Linked DNA regions of Hordeum vulgare: region 1 is linked to region 2. Evidence: chromatin contacts called from public Hi-C data. All regions are on one chromosome and are shown on one strand. Each heading gives the region's core, a stretch centred on a gene start, on an enhancer-like site or on the middle of the called end of the contact. The rest is flanking DNA. Distances are from core to core; before and after follow the strand shown.

Evidence for each region. Hi-C and Micro-C count contacts between places; a contact is called where the count stands out from the background.
Region 1: a Hi-C map of leaf shows a contact between it and region 2, with 4 times the contacts expected there. The contact joins two enhancer-like sites. A contact is called at or near these places in 2 of 6 Hi-C or Micro-C datasets (leaf and seedling).

The regions. Positions count from the first base shown.
Region 1 is chr2H:449,676,885-449,682,133 of MorexV3_pseudomolecules_assembly, reverse strand. No RefSeq gene overlaps it. Among protein-coding and RNA genes, the nearest start is that of LOC123426596, 130 kb to the left of the region's middle. Within about 2 kb of position 3,088, at least 3 of the 3 cell types and tissues checked have open chromatin away from gene starts, as enhancers often do. A contact at or near this core is called in leaf, where this site is marked.
Region 2 is chr2H:449,316,467-449,322,243 of MorexV3_pseudomolecules_assembly, reverse strand. No RefSeq gene overlaps it. Among protein-coding and RNA genes, the nearest start is that of LOC123426595, 170 kb to the right of the region's middle. Within about 2 kb of position 1,808, at least 2 of the 3 cell types and tissues checked have open chromatin away from gene starts, as enhancers often do. A contact at or near this core is called in leaf, where this site is marked.

The DNA of each region.
Region 1 (5,249 bases), core at 1,839-4,338, 360 kb before region 2:
CAAATCCGATCCAAATTTAAGCTTGAAATAAATCATAATCGGATTAAAACGAACACACATCTCTTTGAATCTATGCATTGGTTTGAGATTTATGTCCGTAAGAGCAACTCCAACGGGGCGACCATTTCGTTCACCGCCGTTCGTTTGGGTCCCGCGCACAAATGTGATGGCCCAACCGCAGACCCATTGCTAAAACGCGCCTGCTTCATATCCACGCCGACCCATTTCCGACCCTAATTTGGGACATAAATGCGTCGGCGTGGACGCACGTGCACTCTCGGTGTGCGCCCCATCCACACACACGGGTCATCCAACTACCCACAGTCAACGTAATTAATGTCGACCACCCTCCACGGGCACACACGTTAGCGACCGTGGTCAACCTTTTTTAATCCGAGCGTGCGGTGTGGTTCGACCTCATGTGCTTCTAGACACCCGTCCCCATCTCGCCACCTCTCTGCTCCCTCGCCAGCGACCAAACCCTAGACAGCAACCATGACGGCTCCGTCCAAATCAAGGGCAAGACCCCGTCGTCTATCCCCGCACGCTGCCCCCGTCGACCTCGCCAGCGGGTCAGCGTTCCGATGCATCAAGCATAGTGGCACTTGGAGCACCGTATCCCGCTTCCGTACCCGAACATGACCCTCCCGCACCACTTGCATTTGGATCCACAAAGGATCCCCGTGCCGGCCGTGCCGCGGTCGGCGCGGGCTCATGCGGAGGAGGTGAGTCGCCGGCGGCAGCAACTGACGCCGGAGCAGCGACAGAATCCCATCTATGCGGTCGACTACCCCACTCAGAGGTTTGGTTCGCGCTCGAGCACGAGGAGCAGCGCCGGCGCGGCGTGCAGCCAGGCCCTCCGCCGCCCCCGCCCATCGTTCGCAATGAGGAACAGAAGGTGGAGGCCGCCTACTCGGTGGTGCTGGCAGCCGCACTCCGCAAGAGCAAGGAGGAAGAGAGACGCAAGGCCGAGGAAGAGGACATGACGTACGAGGCGCAGCTCGCGGAGGCCATCGCGCTGTCCGCCATCGTTGATTGCATCGTGCCTCCTCCGTCGAAGACGTAGCCCACGGAGCCACAACCAGAGGTCTACCAGTGGACCGACTACCTCAGTGAGTGGGTCAGCGCACCACCTATGTGGTTGGGCGCGACATTGCAGCAGGAGGCCGCCTACCTCCATCATTGGAGGGCACTGCGCGTGGCGGAGGAGCGCGCCGATGGCGCGCGACAGATGAAGCTCGAACGGGAAGTAGAGGAGGAATGGTTGGTGAGGAAGGAGCAGGAGCGCGCCCGTGCTGCGCTACCGCCCCCACCGCCGCCACCAGCACTGCGTGCCCCCGACATCAACGTTGTTTGGAACACGGCGTTCCCCTGGGCCGGTCGTGCGCCGACGCCTCACCGCCCCTGCCGCCGAAGACGAGGATGCCTAGGGTAGCGCGCAATTTTTTTAATGTTCAATTAATGCAATGGGGACGCGTGGACTCTTGCCGGCCTTCGTGACCGACTTGTTTAATTTATGTTTTTTTAAATGTTTGCAAATTTTTTAACGCGCCGTCAAAATGGGTCGAACCAACGTAGACGCATGCGTCAACCCAAATGTAAAATCAACGTTGTTGTCCGTCAGACCGATCCAAATAAATAAAAAACAAATAAAAACGCCATTTGTTCTGATCTGTCGGTTGGAGTTGCTCTAACGAGCCAAACGGACACGGACGAACGAAATAAATTAGTTGCTCTAAAGTTCACCCCATACAACCGCTGGAAATGACCGACGATAACCAAACACCGCCCTAAGAGCATCTCCAACAGTGGCCGCAAAAAACGTGCGCGCGCGGTAAACACCATTTTTAGCGCGCGCGGGACGAATTCTCGCGCTCCAGCGGACTCGGCAAAAAAGCGCGCGCGGGGGAGAAAGCGGGCGACCGTGCGCCAGATTTGGCGCGCCGCTTTCAGCGCGCTATAGAATGCCGCGCCCGCCACGCGGCTGCTCACACAGCCACGCGCCTCTCCCTCGCGCTCTCGACTCTTCCTCTGCCTCTCCCTCGCCGCTCCCTCGCCGCTCCCTCTGCCGCCGCTCCGCCATTCATCGTCGGGCTACCGCGGCGTCGGTGAACGCCCCTCCGGCACCTACTACGCCGAGATCCGGTCCGGCGACGTTCGCCTCGGCCTCGGCACGTTCGAGACCGCGCACGAGGCCGCCCGCGCGTACGACGTGGCGGCGTGGCGACTAGGGCGGCCTCGCGCGCAAATGAACTTCCACGACGTCTACACGCGCGAGCAGGCGCAGAACCTCGCCCCTCCCCCTTGTCTGATCATAGAGAAAGACCGTGCAGAGCACCGTCAGCAGCAGCGGCTCCTGCTCGTCGCCGAGGAGGACGAGCGGCGCATGGCGGAGTGGCGCCGGCGCCACCCGGAGGACGTCGCCGCCGAGAACGCCTACTGGGCGGAGAGGACGGCAAGGCGTCGCGCGGAGCCGCACGACAGGCATGTGCGCAAGTTACTCGCTGTATCGCAGTGCGGGCCCGTCGAAGCCGGTTTGGCGTCCATCTTCACCTCCGACGATGAACGTTGGGAGGACGCGTTTCTATCTACCTCCGACAGCACCCACAGTGACAACTCGGAGTAGTTTTATATCTATATATGCTAATTTTAATATCTATGTGTTGAACTAGTTTTATTATCTTTGTGCTGAACTAGTTTTATCTATATGTAATATATTATCTATATTATCTACTCCCTCATTTTGCTCCCTATATAGTCCACTAGTGAAACCTCTAAAAAGACTTATATTTAGAAACAGAGGGAGTATGTTTTATTATCTATATGTAAAATATATTATCTATATTATCTATGTATTTTTATCTATATGTATGTGTTGGAGCGCCGCACGCGCGCTAAATTAATAGCATCTGCTGAACGACGTCTAAAAAAGCTAACCGCGTGTTGTATATAAGTTTTTTGACGTCGGTCCAAGCGCGTTGTTGAAGATGGTCTACTTTTCTCGCTTGTTGTTTTCCTGGGTGGGCCAGTCAGTCAATGTTGCACGTGTTGTACATGCACGCACCACTGTAGCATGTAAAGTGTCTTGACGTTACAGCAGCAGTTTCTCTACACAGCCACAAAGCGACGTTGGCCTCACAGTGATGAGTGCACGTGGACCACCGCCGATTTTCTTTTTGCGTCGTCACAAGGCACTGTTGCCCGAGCTATCTCTGGCGGTAAAATTTACCTTTTTCGTAACTTTAACCGGATCTGACTTGGGCTAGGATTTTCTTTTGGTCTGATCATTTTATTAACGTAGGATATAATAACCAACCGCCAAAATTCCTAGCAGTAGGATTTGAACGTTTACCGTAAAAAGATTTCTTAGTTATAGATTTAGTACGCGCGAGTGCCTACTGTCAAATCTGTTGACGTGAGTGCCTACTGTCAAATCTGTTGGCGGTAGGGTCACGTGCGCTACCTGCCGGCCTCTTCGATGATAGGCCATTTTTCTGCTGTCAAAAGCCTTGACGCTAGGTTGTTATATCTTACCGTGAAGGGCTTCGACGATAGCAAAAGGATCAGCTTCGATTTTCTTAAACCAAAGTCAAATTTAATTAAACTTATGAAAAAAGGTCAAATTTGTCATCTCTCGTCTTTCAGGAAGCTACTCTGGTCACATCAACCACTCGGTTGTCCGCTCTGCCTACGTACGAGCAAATATGTGCAGTATCTCAATTACTATTTGATTTGATACATTAGGGTACGGACCATGCATAGTCGCACGATAATGTTTCATATGTCATGTAGAATTGAATGTAGGTTTGAATCATGTAGCGGATCCTAAACAGGAAACGGATGTTTGTAAAGAAAAATAATATAATTTAGAAGAGAAAATAAAGATACATGCATACCATTTTTGTATCATGTCCACTAATAATAAGTTGTACTACCTCTGTACCATAATAATACATGACGTTTTAGCAGCTCAAATGAACTGCTAAAACGTCATATATCATGATACGGAGGGAGTATTAAAGAGAAAAAATTAAACTATTTTTTATCATAAAACATCTGTATTTATATGTTATCATTATACATGTATGTACTGAAACGTGATGGCACTGTCTGTATGCGTGCGTTGGGTCCTTCTTCGAAAAAGGCAGTGACATCAACCGAGTGTTATCCCGTAAAACAAAAGAAAAACATCAACCGAGCGTTGTCAATGCCTCATACCTTCGAGCGGTCTGGAGTCACTGGTGACATTTCCTCACAAAGTTTAATTCATCTCGTACGAGCTCTCGCACATGATATGATCTCTGAACTATGAGTACTATTGTAAACTACTTCCTTTCTATCTTTTGTTTTTAACAAACTTCCTTCGTATCAAAATATAAGGTGTTTTTAGACTAGTTTATCCTAAAAAATGTCTTATATTTTGATACAGTAGTAGTAGTATGGTGCTCATCATACTCGCTTGTCATATCATTTCCCATTGCATATTATAGAGGGCACATTGTTCCCTGTACGTGCTTTTTCTTTTGGTTTTTGATTTTTTTTTCATATCTTTTGAACAAAAAAATTAAATTAAGTTTTTTTATCATATTCATGTTTTTTATGATGAGGGTTTCAAATAAGATTCATTTTAAATACATTTTGAGTAGTTTTGATTAATTTCTTTAGGTTTCAACCATTGAAAGGAGGAGGTCCTCCTCAATGGTTGAAACTTAATGAAAAATGTGAATGGTTACACAAAAGTTCATTAAGTTTCTACCGAGTTTGTTGCGGGAAGGATGTAAAGGAGGAAGTCCCCCACGTGGTCGCGAAGGCTTGTTCCTGCACTACCTCGACCGCAGCGATAGTGGTTCCTCGTAACGGAGCATCATGACGACAAAAGAGAGGCCAGTTAGGGATGCAATGCAGAGGGAGTGGCGTAATGCGGTGCGTTGGGAGGCGTTTGTGAAGTCTCATGTCGCGCCAGCCTGGGTCCATGTGGACCTCGGCCTCGCACGGGCCTGCCCCTCACTATTAGGAAAAACCTTATACATGGAGACTTATGAGTAGCATACTTTTGCTCAGGGTGCTACTGCTACTTAGTGGTAGCGCGATGTAAGAAGAGGCGCTACATGTAGTTATGTACTAGAAGCGCGTGTATGCGAGACGTCGCTAATGCTAAGGGGTCACATTGTCACACACCGGGGCTGCCCCTAGCAGTAGCGCTGGGCCATAGCCACGCGCTACTACTATAGTGCTTAGCGGTAGCGCAG
Region 2 (5,777 bases), core at 559-3,058:
TCTTGAGAATTCCGATAAGGATTGATATGTAAATAGAACCGGCGCAGGCGTTCCATATAAAAAAGTAATAGCCTCGTTTATCATGCTTGTATCGTGTGGATCATCTAAAACGAAAGGAATGCCTAAGTTTTCCATAACAAGAATGGATACCATCGATAACATAGCTAATGAAGCCGACCTTCGGTCATGGTCGGTGTAAAAAAAGAAAACTAGGATGTACTTTTTTTGTTACATTTTTTTTTCTTAAATTTATCTAAATACGGATGTATCTTCTTTTTTTTTTAGAAAAGGAGGATGACCCCCGGCCTCTGCATCAGGGAGATGCATGCGGCCATTTTATTGATTATTCTCGAGGACGTTATAAAGTATTACAACAATATGTCTGAATCCGTCATCTTCGCAACATCTGTCGCTACTCCTATCCATATGATGAAGGGGTGCTAGCTGGGCCACATACCCAGATCACTTACCTAAGCCTAACATCAAAAGTCGGAAGCCCCAACAGATCCGGTCAAGCCATCTGTCACATACCGGGTCTAGGACACAAAACCGATCTGACGCACTCGTGTGCTATCGCCGCCATCTTCCACCGGTCCGTCTTCAGATATATATCTAAATAAATTTAAGATGAAAATTTTGGAACGAATCGGAGTATTATTTTGTGAATGTAAATGTGACATGTGTAACAAAGTCTCTTTTCTACTTTTTTTGCAGGGTTTCTCTACAAATTTAATAAGGCAAATCTTTTGCCACTGCTCTGAAAAAAGAAAGATCACCAAGATACAACTAGGATAAGACTCAAACCTAACCGTCTGGATTTTCACCCAGGTGAGTTCTCGAAAGGTGTCGATCAATGCTACCCTACATATCTAGTAGCATCTCTGTTCGTATTCCTCATATTCACTGTAACCTTTTTGTTTAGATAAAACATCCCATCTATTTGTCTTTAAATATGGTAGTACAACGAACATAGGAAATATTAAAAACTATATTAATATTTATAGACCATTTAGCGGTGACTATGGACACTAAAACGAGTCCAAGGCGCGTCTTGTCATCATCCCTCACTCATTGAAGCTGGACAAAACTTGTTATCGTAGACAGTCGAAAAGTCATCGTGCTAAAACTTTATAGGACCAACGCATCAGAACATCAATCGCTGAACATCAATCGCTGAACATCAATCGCTGTTGATGAAAAGTAATGTAGATCGAAAGAATCTAACCTAAAGATACATGAACGTAGACAAACGACGAACATGTTCGAACAAATTCATCAAAAACAGATCTGCCGGATATACACCTTCACACGTGCATCGACGATGCTAGATGCACTATTGAAACAGGGGCTAGGCAGAATTTTTTTTTTATTTTATCTTCAAGAAGCCGCCGCCGTCTCGCCTTATTCAGGAGAACATAAACCCTAACAAAACTCAAAAACGTATCTAAACACGGAGCCTTTCCACTGGCAAGGATCGGGTTCAACCGTGCCTTTATGGCCCTAAGGCCATCGAAGACGAGGCGGACCGGCACCGACGCCGGCGAAGAAATCCTAATCTTTTGGCGGAGGGGACGGCTGCGTAAGAGACTCCATTTTCACTGTAACTTGAACCAGGCAAGAAAGTAGCAAATGACAAGACAAAGTGCCTTTCAAGAACCACGTTTGTGTACATGTGACCTGAAATATAGGGTAGGCCAGATGGAATCTGGAAATATAGTGTGGGGAGAGACAAGAGAAGTTATGGTGGTTGTGTCTCATGTGCTGATTGCTGCCCGCCCATCCTCAGGCGTGCATCGATCAGGAATCTCTCCCGTGCCAACTCCAGGATAACACGAGTCATTGCATCTGTTTCCAATCACACCGACTGAAAGTTGAGATGAGATCGCTTCAGGAAAATGAATGAGAACAACAGGCAAAGACAACTCAAACAAGGCCAATATCTTTTAGCCTTTCAGACGCGGCGCTTGCCTGACAGCCGAGTTGAGGGGTGAAATAGTACACGAGCCATGCTAACAACAGCCAGGAAACACCGCACCTCCTTCACCTGCTTGTCTGCTGAGCTCAGAGGATTTAGCAGGTCAGCTTTGGCCGCCAATTTTCCGGTTTCGAAACATCACTTTCAGAGAGCCGTGCATGGAAATTATGGATCTGATATGACTGTTTCTCAACTCCGTGTTGATAGCGTGTCTGGTGAGCTTAATAATTCATGGCATAAAAGGGAAACGGTGAGATCATTAGGAGGGTGTAGGGTATTTTGTAATCAGACAGCCGCCCCTGAACCAAGAAGGAAAGAAGCGCAGGCATTTTCGACAACATGCCAAGACCACAGTTTCCAACTAAAAATAGTCACATGATTGCTGGCGTACTACTTAATTAGATGGTGTGCTCTACTTATGATGGGAACATTGCACTGGTATAGATTGGAGTATCCACCTCGTCTCGTATAAACAAATTTCTAAAGGAATGGGCCTTGAATTTTGAGAACTGATGAGACAAAGACAGATGCCTTTTCTTTCTTCATTATCATGGCACTCTGATTAAAATAGCACCAATGATTAAGAGTTGCTGTTATATTCTGAAAAAGTCAAATGATTCAAGGTCAGAGCCTCAAACAAAAGTTTCAAGTCAACTCTAAGGAGCATCATTTGCTCCCTAGAGAAACCTATTAAACAAAGCACTATTAAGATTCGCAATATTGCATCGCCCATCCGTACAATTACAATCCGTTCTATGCACGGATGGAATTGAGATTATTTCATAATCAGCTGGATAATCAGGTTCTTCTGCAATCACTACACCCGTACTATGTGAAAAATAATGGTTTACAATCTTCTGTAATATTTTTGATAAAGACGATGTTCTGTAATGAGCAGAAACAGATCAAGAAATACTTACTGTACATGGATCTCATGTGTAAAAAAGGTGGTAATATATATCCTTTCCCTACTTGTGTGACTTTTGAAGTATATTGGAGAATGCGGTATCTCCAATAAATCGTACTGTAATATCTCGCTTTGAGATTTTTAATTCCCCATCAAGTTTTTTTTGGATAAAAGAATTGATTTTGATACTAGCATTGGTCATAAGTAGATGGGTCCTGAAAATTGCCACAATAAGATAGTGAAAATACCACAAATGCACATGAATCACTGATTTGTGTCCATAATTAATTGTATAAAAACAAGAGGCCTCTAAAACAAAGCTTCAATCATTCAACCTTCAAAAATAATAATACGCGAGGCTAACCACAATCAAAGCGTTGATTGCCTGCCCCAGATGGGCACTACTACTGAATCTGGGTTGAAGCTTCTAAGAAGAAGCAAACACACTAAAACTGCAACAGTTATACATTATTTTGTCTAACGTTTTAGGAAGCCAGGACCAGGAGACAGATCTCAAACTTTAATAACTTTGCATGTATAGGTGCGGTGCAGTACCATATACACTAGTTAGGAAGGAGCTGAATCAATTTTTTAGCAAGACAAAATGAATGAATGACGCACTGGCTAGACTGGCTTAGGCACCTACTTGGTGCTAACAAAGGTGTCTTCTTCTGGATGAAAGAGATAGGTCTCGTGACAACATGAGGTGCCTGGCTCTTCTCGTGAACATACTGTAGTTTTTGGTTTCTCGTGACAACATAAAGTGTCGGTTTTCTCAGCAACTTTTTTTACAGCGAGATTGACGAAATGCAATGCCAACCTGTCCAAGGCCATGATGCCTCATGTTCAAACATCAACGCGTAGTTAACGTATGCTTTTATATTAACGTATGCTATACAACCTAGACGTGGCTTGTTTCACTGGTCCATGACAATGTTCTGGAAGCTTCATCACATTACATATCTGCACCCTCATAATTGTTTCTTTATTTGGGTGACAGAAACTAATTATCCAGCTTTAGTACACCTAAGGCTGGTCATAGTGGGAGTAACTTAGATAGCATCATGTACTTGGGACTAGCAAACATGCTGATGTGACAGACAATCAAAGAAGAGAGAGAGGATGTTATAGTAATATAGATAGATACCGTAACATGTTAAATGCTATGCTACTATGTATCATGCATGTTAATAAATAAGGTCATCTATGATACTAGTTTATGATACAGTGCATTAGAACATGGTTAATAGTATAGCCAACTGCTGGCTATAAGCCATCTTATAACCCATCTTATAGCTAGCTTCTACAATAGTTAGCTATAAAAGAGTACTACTTTTATCATATATGACCCACCTTTTATTTTCACAAAACACCTGGGAGCACGTGCTAGAGCTAGCTCTTCACGAAGAGTCCGCTTCCCTTCTCTCTCCTCTTCTCTCTTATTCAACTCAGCAAAAATATAGTATTCTAATCCTTACAGCCTGCTGACTGTACCTTATTGTACTTGCTCTTATGAAGGTAGTATCATACAATAGTATCATATGCATAATACTACTATATGATACTCCCCACTATGGCCAGCCTAATGGACGCTATGTGTCTTTAATTATAAGTAGGCATTGTCTCTAGAAAAAAAAGGCATTGTCTCTAGAAAAATAACTGTATTTTTTACCTCTCCTATCAATGCAATGATACATAATTTTTACGTATTCGCAAAAAAAGGCATTGTCTCTAGAAAAATAAACTCATGAACTTTATAAATTGCCTGCAAGTCGTAAGTATTGCAGGTAGTAGTAGATGGGGACAGTTAGCGTTATGAAACTGCTTGCAAGTCGCAAGTATGGGAGCGAGTTTCATTTTATTAACCTCCACCGTAATGTCCACCACTTATGGTGTATGTTGTTCGGCAACTTTGTCCGCGAGTCCGGTCCGAGGTTGCGGAGCGAGAATGAGCACCGTAGATGAAGTAGTTGAACACGCAAAAATAGATGAACACAGGAAAGTAGAAAGAAGACTATCTTTATTAATGACTAGTGGTTGGGGTCCGCCGTTGCGGGACGCTTGAGAGGAAGTTGTACGCATCATACCTTCGTTTCGAAATTTCAAAAAATATTATATCATGTGAACTTACATCCATCTCAGAAATAAAAAAAAAACCTAAAAAACTTTTCTTGAAAAAAAAGAAAAGAGTCTCACTTTCATTTTGAAAGAAACTAAAAAAATCAAAAACTTTCTCATTGCGTCCAACCATCATGCGCCACGTGGCGTAGCTGGTTGGTCACCATTCTAGCGCTCCTTAATGGATTTAATTAATTGATATATGTTACAATGATTGCTCATCATCTCTTTATATAGGGGTATGGGGTCAACAGATAAGTACCCACTTAACACAAAGTGTGGAAATTTGGGGGGGGGGGGGGGGGGGGGGGCTAGCTGCATGCCTCGCACGAAGCCGTCGTCGCCCACGCGATGGGTCCGGTTTCCCAACACTCCCCTTTGGGTAATTCTCCGTATATCCATGTCTCAAAACTTCAAAAAACCTAGTGAAAAAATATGGAGAAAGAGCGCATAGTATATGTTGTGGTATTGCACGGATTGCCTCGTCAAAAACCTTAGGTGAAAAACATCGGGAAAACTCACTCAAGGGAAAACGAGTACAATCCACTCAACCATCAGGTTGAGTACTCGATCATCGGGTTCGAGATTTTAACGACGAGTTTGTGAAGTCCCCCCCCCCCCCCCCCCCCGAACTTTGCATATCTCTAAGTCTCATCATACTAATTCCACGCACACACCTCTGGAAGTATGATGTCGGTAATGATTTAGTGAACATATCAACAAGATTTTCACATGACTTAGTATGCAAAATTCTCAACTCATTTAACTGTTGCAGTT